Regions from separate parts of the Sus scrofa genome. Here region 2 is linked to region 1. The links are chromatin contacts, called in public promoter capture Hi-C maps. All regions are on one chromosome and are shown on one strand. Each heading gives the region's core, a stretch centred on a gene start, on an enhancer-like site or on the middle of the called end of the contact. The rest is flanking DNA. Distances are from core to core; before and after follow the strand shown.

Evidence for each region. Promoter capture Hi-C pulls out the DNA fragments that hold promoters and counts their contacts.
Region 2: a promoter capture Hi-C map of fetal liver shows a contact between it and region 1, with 2.7 times the contacts expected there. The contact joins the enhancer-like site here to the promoter of SH2B3 in region 1. A contact is called at or near these places in 4 of 5 promoter capture datasets (fetal liver, fetal skeletal muscle and liver), 35 of 47 Hi-C or Micro-C datasets (adipose tissue, alveolar macrophages, blood and 16 more) and 2 of 2 datasets of contacts at active chromatin or transcription factors (alveolar macrophages and skeletal muscle).

Annotation. Positions count from the first base shown.
Region 1 is chr14:32,620,419-32,625,443 of Sscrofa11.1, reverse strand. SH2B3 (SH2B adapter protein 3) reads right to left here and starts at 2,158. Exons shown (of 8, transcript XM_001929523.5): 1 at 1,798-2,158.
Region 2 is chr14:32,661,735-32,666,759 of Sscrofa11.1, reverse strand. It overlaps SH2B3 (SH2B adapter protein 3), which reads right to left. Exons shown (of 8, transcript XM_001929523.5): 8 at 2,154-5,025. ATXN2 (ataxin-2) reads left to right here. Exons shown (of 27, transcript XR_002338543.1): 24 at 1,779-1,915; 25 at 2,601-2,669. Among named protein-coding and RNA genes, the nearest start is that of SH2B3, 41 kb to the right of the region's middle. Within about 2 kb of position 2,014, at least 4 of the 83 cell types and tissues checked have an H3K27ac peak or open chromatin away from gene starts, as enhancers often do. A contact at or near this core is called in fetal liver, where this site is marked.

The sequences.
Region 1 (5,025 bases), core at 909-3,408:
TAGGGATGAAATCCACCACCAGCACTGCCACCTGTACTTGATCCCTTTCAATGCCAGGCACATTACATTCCTGCCACAAACTTATTACCCCATTTCACATAGGGGGAAACTGAGGTTCACCGTGTCACTTGCCTGTGCCCTCAGCTAGAAAAAGGCGGTGGGGAAACTGAACCTAATCTTCCAGGACCCACCTCTGCCGCTGCTCAGCCCCTGAAGGTCCTCAGACGCCAGCAACCGATACTTTAGTCCAACCCCTTCCCAGCCGGCTGCCTCTGTGGCCCACAGGGACCCACACAAGTTCTAGGAATTTCACCCTTTGGCTCAGAAGGATTTTCCCTCCCAGAGGGGGGGTGGTGGGAAAAGGCTCCGAAAAAAACTACATTAAAAACCCTTCCAACTTCCCCAGTGGGCCCTGGCCTCTCATCTGCTGACCCCAGCCTGACCAGGCGGCCTCAGCCTGCTCTCCCCCAACTAGGGCTGGGTCTCCGGCCCCCACTGGCCCAAGTGAGCCTCCAGAGCTGTTTCCATTCTGGCAGCCAGGTCGGTGATGGGAAATCCAGACACAACTCGCACCCACAGCCCTAAAGACCCATGCGTTCACCGCCCTGGCAGGGGCCCGGGAGATGGACTGTAAATGGGGACCCAGGATGGGCTGACTGTCCCAGCTGAGCCTGGCAGCTGGTAGGTGTCAGGGGATGCTCATCTCCCAGGTGAGGGGGTGGCAGTCAGATCTCTGCCCCTCCAGCTCCCAAAGCTGGACCCAGGCCCTTCAGAAATGGCTTTGCCAGGCCCTCTGTTCCAAAACCCCTGCCTGCAGCCCAATTTCACTTCCTCCCACTCAGTTTGGCCTGGCCATTCCCCTCCCTGGAGGCCCCCAGCTGCAGGCAATGACCTCCTCACCTACATCATTGTGGCCCAGGAATAGGGAAGAGAAACAGGAGAATGAGGAAACTAAAGAAAAAAAGTGGACTGGCAGGCAGGGCCCCCTCCCCAGTTCCTCAAATGCAGTCCCTTTTGCCCCAAAAGTCCCAGGAACAGAATGAGGGAAGGGGGAGGATTTCTGCACCAGGCATTATTAGGGGCCTCTGAAATACCCTCCCAGCCCTGCTGACCTATAAGGCCAATGACCTGTGTCCCATTGTTTTTGGTGGGAGGATTCCCCTGGAGCCCCAGGTCCAGGGTGGGAGGGTACCAACCCAGAGACCTGAGCTCTGAGAGCCCTAACCCTTTTGAACCCTCAAATGCAGCAGCATAGGGTTACATGGGCCATTCTACCTCCCGGATGCAGGGAATGGGGAGAGCAAGTCCTGGAATGGGAGGGGAGGGCTACCCTCTTAGCCACATGGGCCTGGCCAGGGAGAGTGGGGAGGGGCCTGAGTCTAACTCCCGAATGACTCTTCCCTTCTCAAGAGTTCAGGTTTACTACTTTCGCTTTCAAGGTACCAAGCAGGTGACCCCTGACCCCTCCTCACCAGGCACAGTTGACTGGCTGAGCTACCTTAAGAGGTGGACTGGGACTGTTAGCCATATCCTCTGGCAGCGCCTCCCGCACGACCTTCACTTATACCCCCATACATCCCCAGCACGTGTGTGGGTGGGGTGTCGGCTGGGAGGGTGTCGCAGGAGCTGGGAATCGGTCACCTCAGAACACTCTCATCTGAGTTAGCTGCAGGACAATATTTAGGTTGCTGTGGGAGTGCGCAGACACTGTGTAGAACGGGACCCGGGCCCTCCTCTTCCCCCCATTAAAGCTCTCCCAGACCCAGAGGAAGGCAGCGCTGGGAAAGACAGGCTTACCTGAGAGAGAGGGGGTCCGGGCCCGGCCGGCCCATGGCGTCGCGCGCCCCTGGGCCCCCGAAATCCCGAGGGGGCAGGCGGGCCCCAGCCCCGGGCGCCTTCTCTCCCGCGCGCCGGCTCCTGGCTCGCGGCTCGCTCGAGCGGGGCTCAGGCAGGAAACCCAGGCTCGGAAAATGGCCAGCGCCTCATCATTTCCGCCGCCAGCGCTTGACAGTTGCGGGAGGATGCGCCTCCCGGCCGCCACCGGGGAAACTTTGCTGCCGCCGCCGTCGCCACGGCGAGCCGCGACAGTCCGGGCGGGCGGCCGGGCGGAGGCAGTGGCCCGAGCCCATGCCGCCCCGCGCCGTTATGTAAAGAGGAACCGGCTGTGAGAGCAGAGCCCGGCGGGGGAGGGCGGCCACGGCAGGGGCGGGGCCATGGCAGGGCCGGGCCACACGAGGCCCCGCCCCAGTCTGCCCGCGAGCCGGACCGCTAGAGGGGAGCAGGCCCCCGGGGGGCGGGGCCTGCTCTTACCCCGCCCATCATCCCTGCTCCGCGGTTGACCAGGTCCTGGGGTCTCAAACGCGAATCCGGAGAGAGGGCGTGGCCTTTGTCACGCCCATAGCTCGCCCACCCGATTTTGCATCGCGCAGCCTAAAGAAGGGAACGAAAGGCAGGAGAGGCGGGACAACCTTGGGCCCACCCACCTAGCTCCAGCGACCACCGGGTGCCTCCGCTCTGCGGGGGCGGGGCCAGATGAAGGAAAGGCGGAGTCTAAGGGCGGGGCCGGGCCGAAGCGCCAGACTTACGGGGGGCGCGACCCTGCCGACTCCCTCCTGCAGGGCCTTATCTGCAAGCGCCGGGCCGGTCAGTGCAATAGCGACCGCAGCTTTCATCATCACCCGGGGAAGGATCCCAACCCCGCCCGGCCCAGACTATTGACTCTACTGAGCCGACCCCCATAGCGCCCCCAGTTGGGTTCTGTCCCCACCCTCAGCTTTTCTCTTGTCTCAGCCCTTGCCTCTATAGACTGGCCTCTATGCCCTCATCTGTCCCCTAACTCCAGGAGCGCATCATTCACCAGGAAGCCCTCCTAGACCGCTTGCTCCCATGCCCTCTGGGCCTCCTCCTCTGGTCTCCTCCGGGCTACTTTCATTTTATCTATGAGCCTTATGTGGGGTGAGGTTCACAGTGGGGTCCCCAATTAGCCTGAGGTGGAGCATACACACAGCCAGCCCTTCCCCCAGCTCATGAGAGGGAGGAGAGAGAGGAATGTCTGCTCTTCTCTCCCTCCCACAACAGGAAACAAGTTGCTCACACCCCCAGCTTGCGGGGGGCCACATCACCCCTTTCCAGACAGCATACTCTTCCATTCCACTGCCTCCCCCTCTTTCTGGCCTTGGGCAAATGACTTGACTTCTCCATACCTCCATTTCCGCATCTGTGAAATGGAAATAACACCTTTTCACAGGGTTGTGAGGATTAAATGAGTTAATGCATTAAAGAGCGGTTAGCAAAGGGCTCTGCCCAAGGGAAAACACTGCTGCTTGAGTGTTTGTTAAACAATCAGGCCTGAGTCCTGCCATTGGAGCTACAGGAAGGGATTCCCCCAGAAGGTGGGGATTTCCAGATTTCACCCAGATAGCGGAAGGGGGCCCGTCTGCTGTAGGTTCCTTGGAGTTCAATAACCTTGAAGAAACTGGCCACAATCACGTGCTTTCCACAAATATGTATTCAATACCTACTGTGTGTCAGGCATTGTTCTAGGTGCTGGGGACACAGCAGTGAACAAGACAAGACAAATATCCCCACACTTGGGGGCATCCCTTGTCCTCAGCTGACATTCTGGTGAGGGGACACTGAACATTAATTAATTAATGGGATACTGTATTATGAAGATGACAAAACAGTTACAAGACGGAGAGTGCTTCTCAAGCTTAGACTGGAGGCTCAGAGGGCCTCTCTGAGGATCTAATATTTGAGATGAGATCACCCCTCCCATCTACCCCACAGCAAGAAGGATCCAGGTATAATAAGGAATAGCAAGTGCAACGGTCCTGAGGTGGGAATAAACTTGCTGCATTCAAGGCAAGTCAAGAAAGCGGTGGTGATACCTAGGCTAATAGATGGGAAGAGATGAAGGCAGGCCCATCATATGAAGACTTGAAGGTCCTGGTGGCAAGTGTAGGAATTATCTTGGGAGCAATAGAGAGCCATGGAGGGTTTTGCAGAGAAGGACCTGTTGAGCTTTGGGTTCAAGCTGCAGAGTCTGCAGCTGGGAACCCCCAAGGATGTTCATACATCAGCTGAGGGTGCTGGACAGGGGTGTAGGTTATCAGGGAAGCCTAACCCGATCACCCTAAGTTATTCTCTCTTTCTTACTCGTGGGGAGACTGAGGCCCACAGAGAGTAATTACTTGCCTGCAGTCCCACAGCTGCCAGGTGGCACCAACAGAGCAGCCAGGTACACAGCAGTTGTCAAATGGTTGCTGAAATCTGCCAGCCACAAGCACTTTCCCTCTCACTGCCCAGACAGCAGCTCTGCTGACTTAAATGGAGACTTGTGGTTCTTCCCCTTTTTAATCACAGTGCAAGCCTTTCTCGCTCCAGATTTCTCTGAGGCCCGAAGTGCTTTCCTTTCTCGCTTAATTTCTTCTTGCCACGCGTCCCCTCCGCAGTCCAGTTTCTTGTTTCAGTGCTCTCCGCGATCGGAGACTTCTCGCTCTGCTTTTGTTTTTCCTTAGAAAGGCAAAGGGTTTACAGCGAATACCCCTCCACCGCCTTGCCCTAGATTTGAGAGCATCAGGGCTCTGAGCAGCGATTTCGTCTCCGCGGTAGGCTGGCCGCCCTTGGCTCCTCCCACTTCACAGGTCACTGGGGCCCAAAGGGGGAAAGAGGTTTATTCGAATTCCCCGAAAACAAGCCAGGCGGTCTTGGCGCAGCAGACCGCCCTTCCTTCCGAGGGTGAAAAACCGCTGAACCGGAGCGCACCCACTGCTTGCCAAGTTCCGGGGGCCGGAGACGCTCAGAATTAGTAACAGTAACGAAACAGTAGTTAATAACCATTAATAAATATTTATTAGGGCCATTAATAGTGATATTAACAACTGGTATTAATAACAATAACAAAGATTAACCAGTACAAGGTTAATAACAAAAGGATTGATAACATTAAATATAATAATGTAACAATAGTCATTAGGTCTAATTAATCATAAAATAGTTACTACTCACTATTACAGAATTAAT
Region 2 (5,025 bases), core at 765-3,264, 41 kb before region 1:
GTTTCAGGCTCATGTACAGTCAGGAATGGTTCCTTCTCATCCAACTGCCCATGCGCCAATGATGCTAATGACGACACAGCCACCCGGCGGTCCCCAGGCCGCCCTCGCTCAAAGTGCACTACAGCCCATTCCAGTCTCGACAACAGCGCATTTCCCTTATATGACGCACCCTTCAGGTGAGGCGTGTGTGTGCAGGGGCCGCCGGGCACCCCAAAGCATTCTGCTCGCACAGGTCAAATGGCAGGCAGGGCCAGCGCTTCAAGCCCCGCATCTGAGAACTAGCAAGACCCGTCAGTGTGCACAGTAGGGACTGTGATGATCAGCTCAGTATCAGGTGTGAGGCTTCCGAGAGCCCAGTCTGTGTGTGTTCTGATGGTATACAGGATTTGGCTTGATGAGAAGCAGCAGCAGCAGCATTCTGTGTAGCTGATGCATGCTTAGGACTCAGTTGGCCTTCCTTGTTATCATAGGATGGACAGGGCAGTGTTTTCCTTCCTGAGTCCCAACAGTCTGACATGTGGGGGGTTACCACCATGGCAGAGTTTGATTGTAGCTCTGGAGACAACTACTGATGAGAAAGTGCTGTGTATGGATTGGTTTTGAGTATAGTATTAGCTCCAGTCTATTCCCTGCTAGGGAGAGAATGCCCGTGATTGTGCTCTAATACTTGATGGCTGCCATGGCGATATTTCAGTCTAACCTGTTATTCTGAAAGCAATTACTGGTGCTTGGCTATTTTTGGGGAGGGGGTATGTTAAGGCCTTTTTTTGTACCCCGTGAGCAACAACTCTTCTGGGAGTTTTATCTGAAGTGGTTTATGTCTGACTGGTTTGTTTCTACCCACCCACCTACCTCTCCCCCTTTGGTACAGATGTGGGGGTGGGGGGGTGGTAAAGAGAATTGCATTTTTTGAGTCTTATTCAGCTAGCACAAGGATAGTTAACAGTCATGTGCTGCAGATTCACTAGGCTTAATGTGTGGTGTTGCCAGTTTTCTGTTTAAATATTCACTTTTCTTTTTTACAGTACAAGCCCACCACCAACAGCAGTTGTAAGGCTGCCCTGGAGGAACCGAAAGGCCAAATTCCCTCCTCCCTTCTACTGCTTCTACCAACTGGAAGCACAGAAAACTAGAATTTCATTTATTTTCTTTTTAAAAAATTATATGTTGATTTCTTGTAACATCCAATAGGAATGCTAACAGTTCACTTGCAGTGGAAGATATTTGGACCGAGTAGAGGTATTTAGGAACTTGTGGGCTGTTCCATAATTCCATACGCTGTTTCTGAGTCCCGCAAGTACCCCAGCTCTGCTTGCTGAAACTGGAAGTTATTTATTTTTAATGACCCGTGAAAGTCATGAACACATCAGCTAGCAAAAGAAGTAACAAGAGTGATTCTTGCTGCTATTACCGCTTTAAAAAAAAAAAAAAATCAAGACTTGGAACGCCCTTTTACTAAACTTGACAAAGGTTCAGTAAATTCTTACCGTCAAACTGACGGATTATTATTTATAAATCAAGTTTGATGAAGTGATCACTGTCTACAGTGGTTCAACTTTTAAGTTAAAGGAAAACTTTTACTTTGTAGATAATATAAAATAAAAACTTTAAAAAAAATTAAAAAATAAAAAAAGTTTTAAAAACTGATACCAAGTTAATGTGTGTTTGTATGAGCTCTTTCCATTATAGGATACTGAGTATCTGAGCAGAAGGGCTGACTCTGCTTCTTAATACCCTGGAAGGTTGGCTGTCAAATGATTTTTCTTCTTCACCTTTAGTTCTGGTTCAAGGTATCTCTAGAAAAAGACAAGACTGAGATATTCTGTTGGTGGATAGAGGTCTGCTTCAGAAGGAGAAAGGCTGGCCAGAGTTGGGCAGCACTGAAATTCCACGTCCTCAGCCTGCCACTGATTCTGTAAGCTTTCTTTTTAATATCTCCTGAACCAAATGAGTGCTAGAAGTTGTCCTAATTCAGGCATCAGTCTGTTTTACCAGTAGGGGGCAGGAGACAGACACACACACAAATTGTAATAAGTATAGAGGGCTGAAAATATGTAGCCATGTACAAAGCTAGGAAGGGGACAAACAGGGAAAACCAAGTACTTTGCAGAGAGCATAGTTATTATAGAGACTTTAAATACTGTGGCAACAAGTCAGGATTCTGAAAATTTCCTTTTAATTCACATGTAGCAGTTTGTACATTATAGCAAAATTTGCATTCTTCAAGAATAAGTTACTTATACAGTACATATACAATACATAAAAATTTGCCAAATACCTTCTGCCTATAAGATGAATCCATTTTCTGTTTTGTCATTACAATATGCTGCTTATTCCAGCTAAACACTGGATGTCAGATGTGTCCTTGTTAAGAGGCAGTGGATAATAAACTATCAAGTTCCTCTAGCCTGTGGGAGATATTAGCGCTCACATTTGCAATAAGAGACTTAGCCCTCAACAGTAGCATGAAGGAATCACAGGCAACCCTTAGGGAAGGGTTCTCAAGGCCTTGATTTTAGGTTAAGAAACTGTTATGTAAAAATAGTGTTCTCTGGCTTAAGATTTTAATAATTGCTATTCCTTTTTCCTACACGGTCCAGAAATGATCAAAGGCAGAAGATTTATACCAGATAAAGCCATATGGATTGCTGGTCTAAAATTCAAGGCAGGTTAGTTGACTTAATTCTTTGGTGCTGGTGACTGTTAGTTTGTAAAAGTTCATTAAAGTCGGATGAAGGAAGGGATGATGATGGGAGCAGTCAAAGCTGTCCTTGTCTGTAACTAGAGATAACCAGAGGGCTTACTGTCCTTTGGCACTCAGAGCCTGGGCTCTCAGTGGAGGCTGCTGGCTTGGCTTCTTGCTGCCAGCAGTGGTCACACTGGGACTGGAAGGAGGGTGGGGGAATGTGCTATGACTGTGGTGGGCTGATTGCAGCCATCAGGGTAGCTGCCTCACTGCCTGTGAGGATATCAAGCCTAGGAACCCATTGCTCCCCCCACCTCCAGCTCTGCTCTAGCAGAAGGCATTGGCTTAGTGTCACTTCTTCCCAGGCCATGAGGGAGCTTTTTGTCAGAAGGTATTTGAGCTGTCCTGGTAACTCAAACACATTTAGAAATGTTTTTCTTCTCTGTGAACATTTTACACTGAAGCAATCTGGAAGTTGTTGACTCGGTCACAGAGTTTGAGCTTGCACTTTGTAGCCAGTAGGACAGAGGTGCTTGCTTGCTGTGCCTGGCTTGCCTCTCCGCACTACCTGAGAACTCGATGACAAGAGGCTAAGAAGTGAGTGCCGCTGTGGCTTGAGGAGGTCATATCCCAGATGTTTGTTTACCCTTCTGAGGGGAGGGAGGGAACTTACTTATTTGATTCATTGTCTACCTCGCCCTTTGCCTGTGCAGACAAGGGGAAAAACTATACCAGTGATAAGTCAGCATTGACTTTCTTTGAGAAATCCAAAATAGTGCTTACTCCTGGCTCACATTTTGCTTTTAGCATTCCTTATTCACAGAGACCTACTTGATATGTGGACAGTGAAGGAAAGACAGGTGACCCCAATGCAGATCAGGGTTGGATCTGCTTTACCATCTCTGAAAACATCCAGGAGTGTGGGTTTTAAAGTGATGGGAGGGAGAGGTGGCTGCTGACCTTCTTGCCCCTCCTAAAGCCTGACCTCTCACCTCTTAGTGTACAGAGAATGAATGGCTGGAGGGAACAGACCAAACCCTCACCCCAGAAATAGGCAGTTTAGTTCAGGCCAAGGTTTAAATTTAGCCTTTGATTGAAGTATCTATAAATGTTAAGCTGTGCTGAACTCTTGGTTTCCTAGAAGCCACTTTGGTCAGCCTGGCGGCTGTACTGAATGGCTCTGCTGGCACCCAGGAGCAGCTGACTCCATTGGGTCACTGCTTCCCTTGTTTCCAAGCCTCTGCATGAAAGTTCTGGGAGGAGCCAGCCTCCTATCAATTGTATCATTTGTGAAAGGCAAGTATAGATGGAGATCCAACTGCAGAACCTCCCTGGATGTTGAGGGTATGTGTGCCTATGTATGTATACACGCACACACGTTCTTCATCACATGAGGCAGTAACCAGCTAGAACAGAACAGTAATTGCGAGCTGTTAAAGGATTTTCTCATTAGCTGTGGCACCAGATTCCCAGCTTCCATTTTGGCTCAAGAATGAGCTTAAAACTTTGTGGGATAATTTAATACACTTTCAGATGCTTGGAGGCTCTGAGCCAGCCCTGTTGGCCAAGAGTTTACTAGGAAGGGCCCAGCAGCCCTTCTTTCCTTTTTGCTTGCCCCTTCCTTACCTCTCAGTTTAACTCTCGCTGTAAAGCTACTATAAACCAGAATCGTTTTTTATTCATAAGGCACCAGGGTGGAACTATTCCTTGCCACCCTCCTATTTCAGTAATTGCCTGAATTTCCCTGAAAGAGTGACACGCTTTTTACTTCTCTACATTTAGGAAGGACAGTGGCTTCTCAGGAACAGGTGACTGTTCTTTGGAGGCATACTAGACAAGGAAGCCAGTCAAGGAAGGTTTGCATAGCTATCTCTGACTACAAAAATCGCATGGGTATTAATTCAGACAGTGCAATGAAATAAGCAATGGTTTAATTTTTGAAACCTGAATCCTTTGAAAAGTTAATTTGAGGTAAAAATGTTTAAAATCATTTTGATATTTAGCTTGTCCATCTGCCAGAGCTTTGTCCTAAAACCGAGTCAAAGCAGGATAAGTGTGGTCACCTGTGGCATGGGTACATCAGACCTGCCACGTGGACTGAAGCTACAATGGGAAACCTATAGGAGAAGCCAGGGCTTGTTAGTGTTTTGGGCTTCCTGATGCCCCCCACCCAAAGTAGAAAGTCTGTCAGCTGTGACAGTGTCAGTGAAAAATAGAACAAGTTTCCACTGCCAACTCGGGCCCTCACCCTACTACCTCCTCCAAAACTGATGGGGACTGGTCCTGGGAACCCCGGGCAGGAGCTGGTGGCATCCGTGAACAAGAACTACATCTGTAAA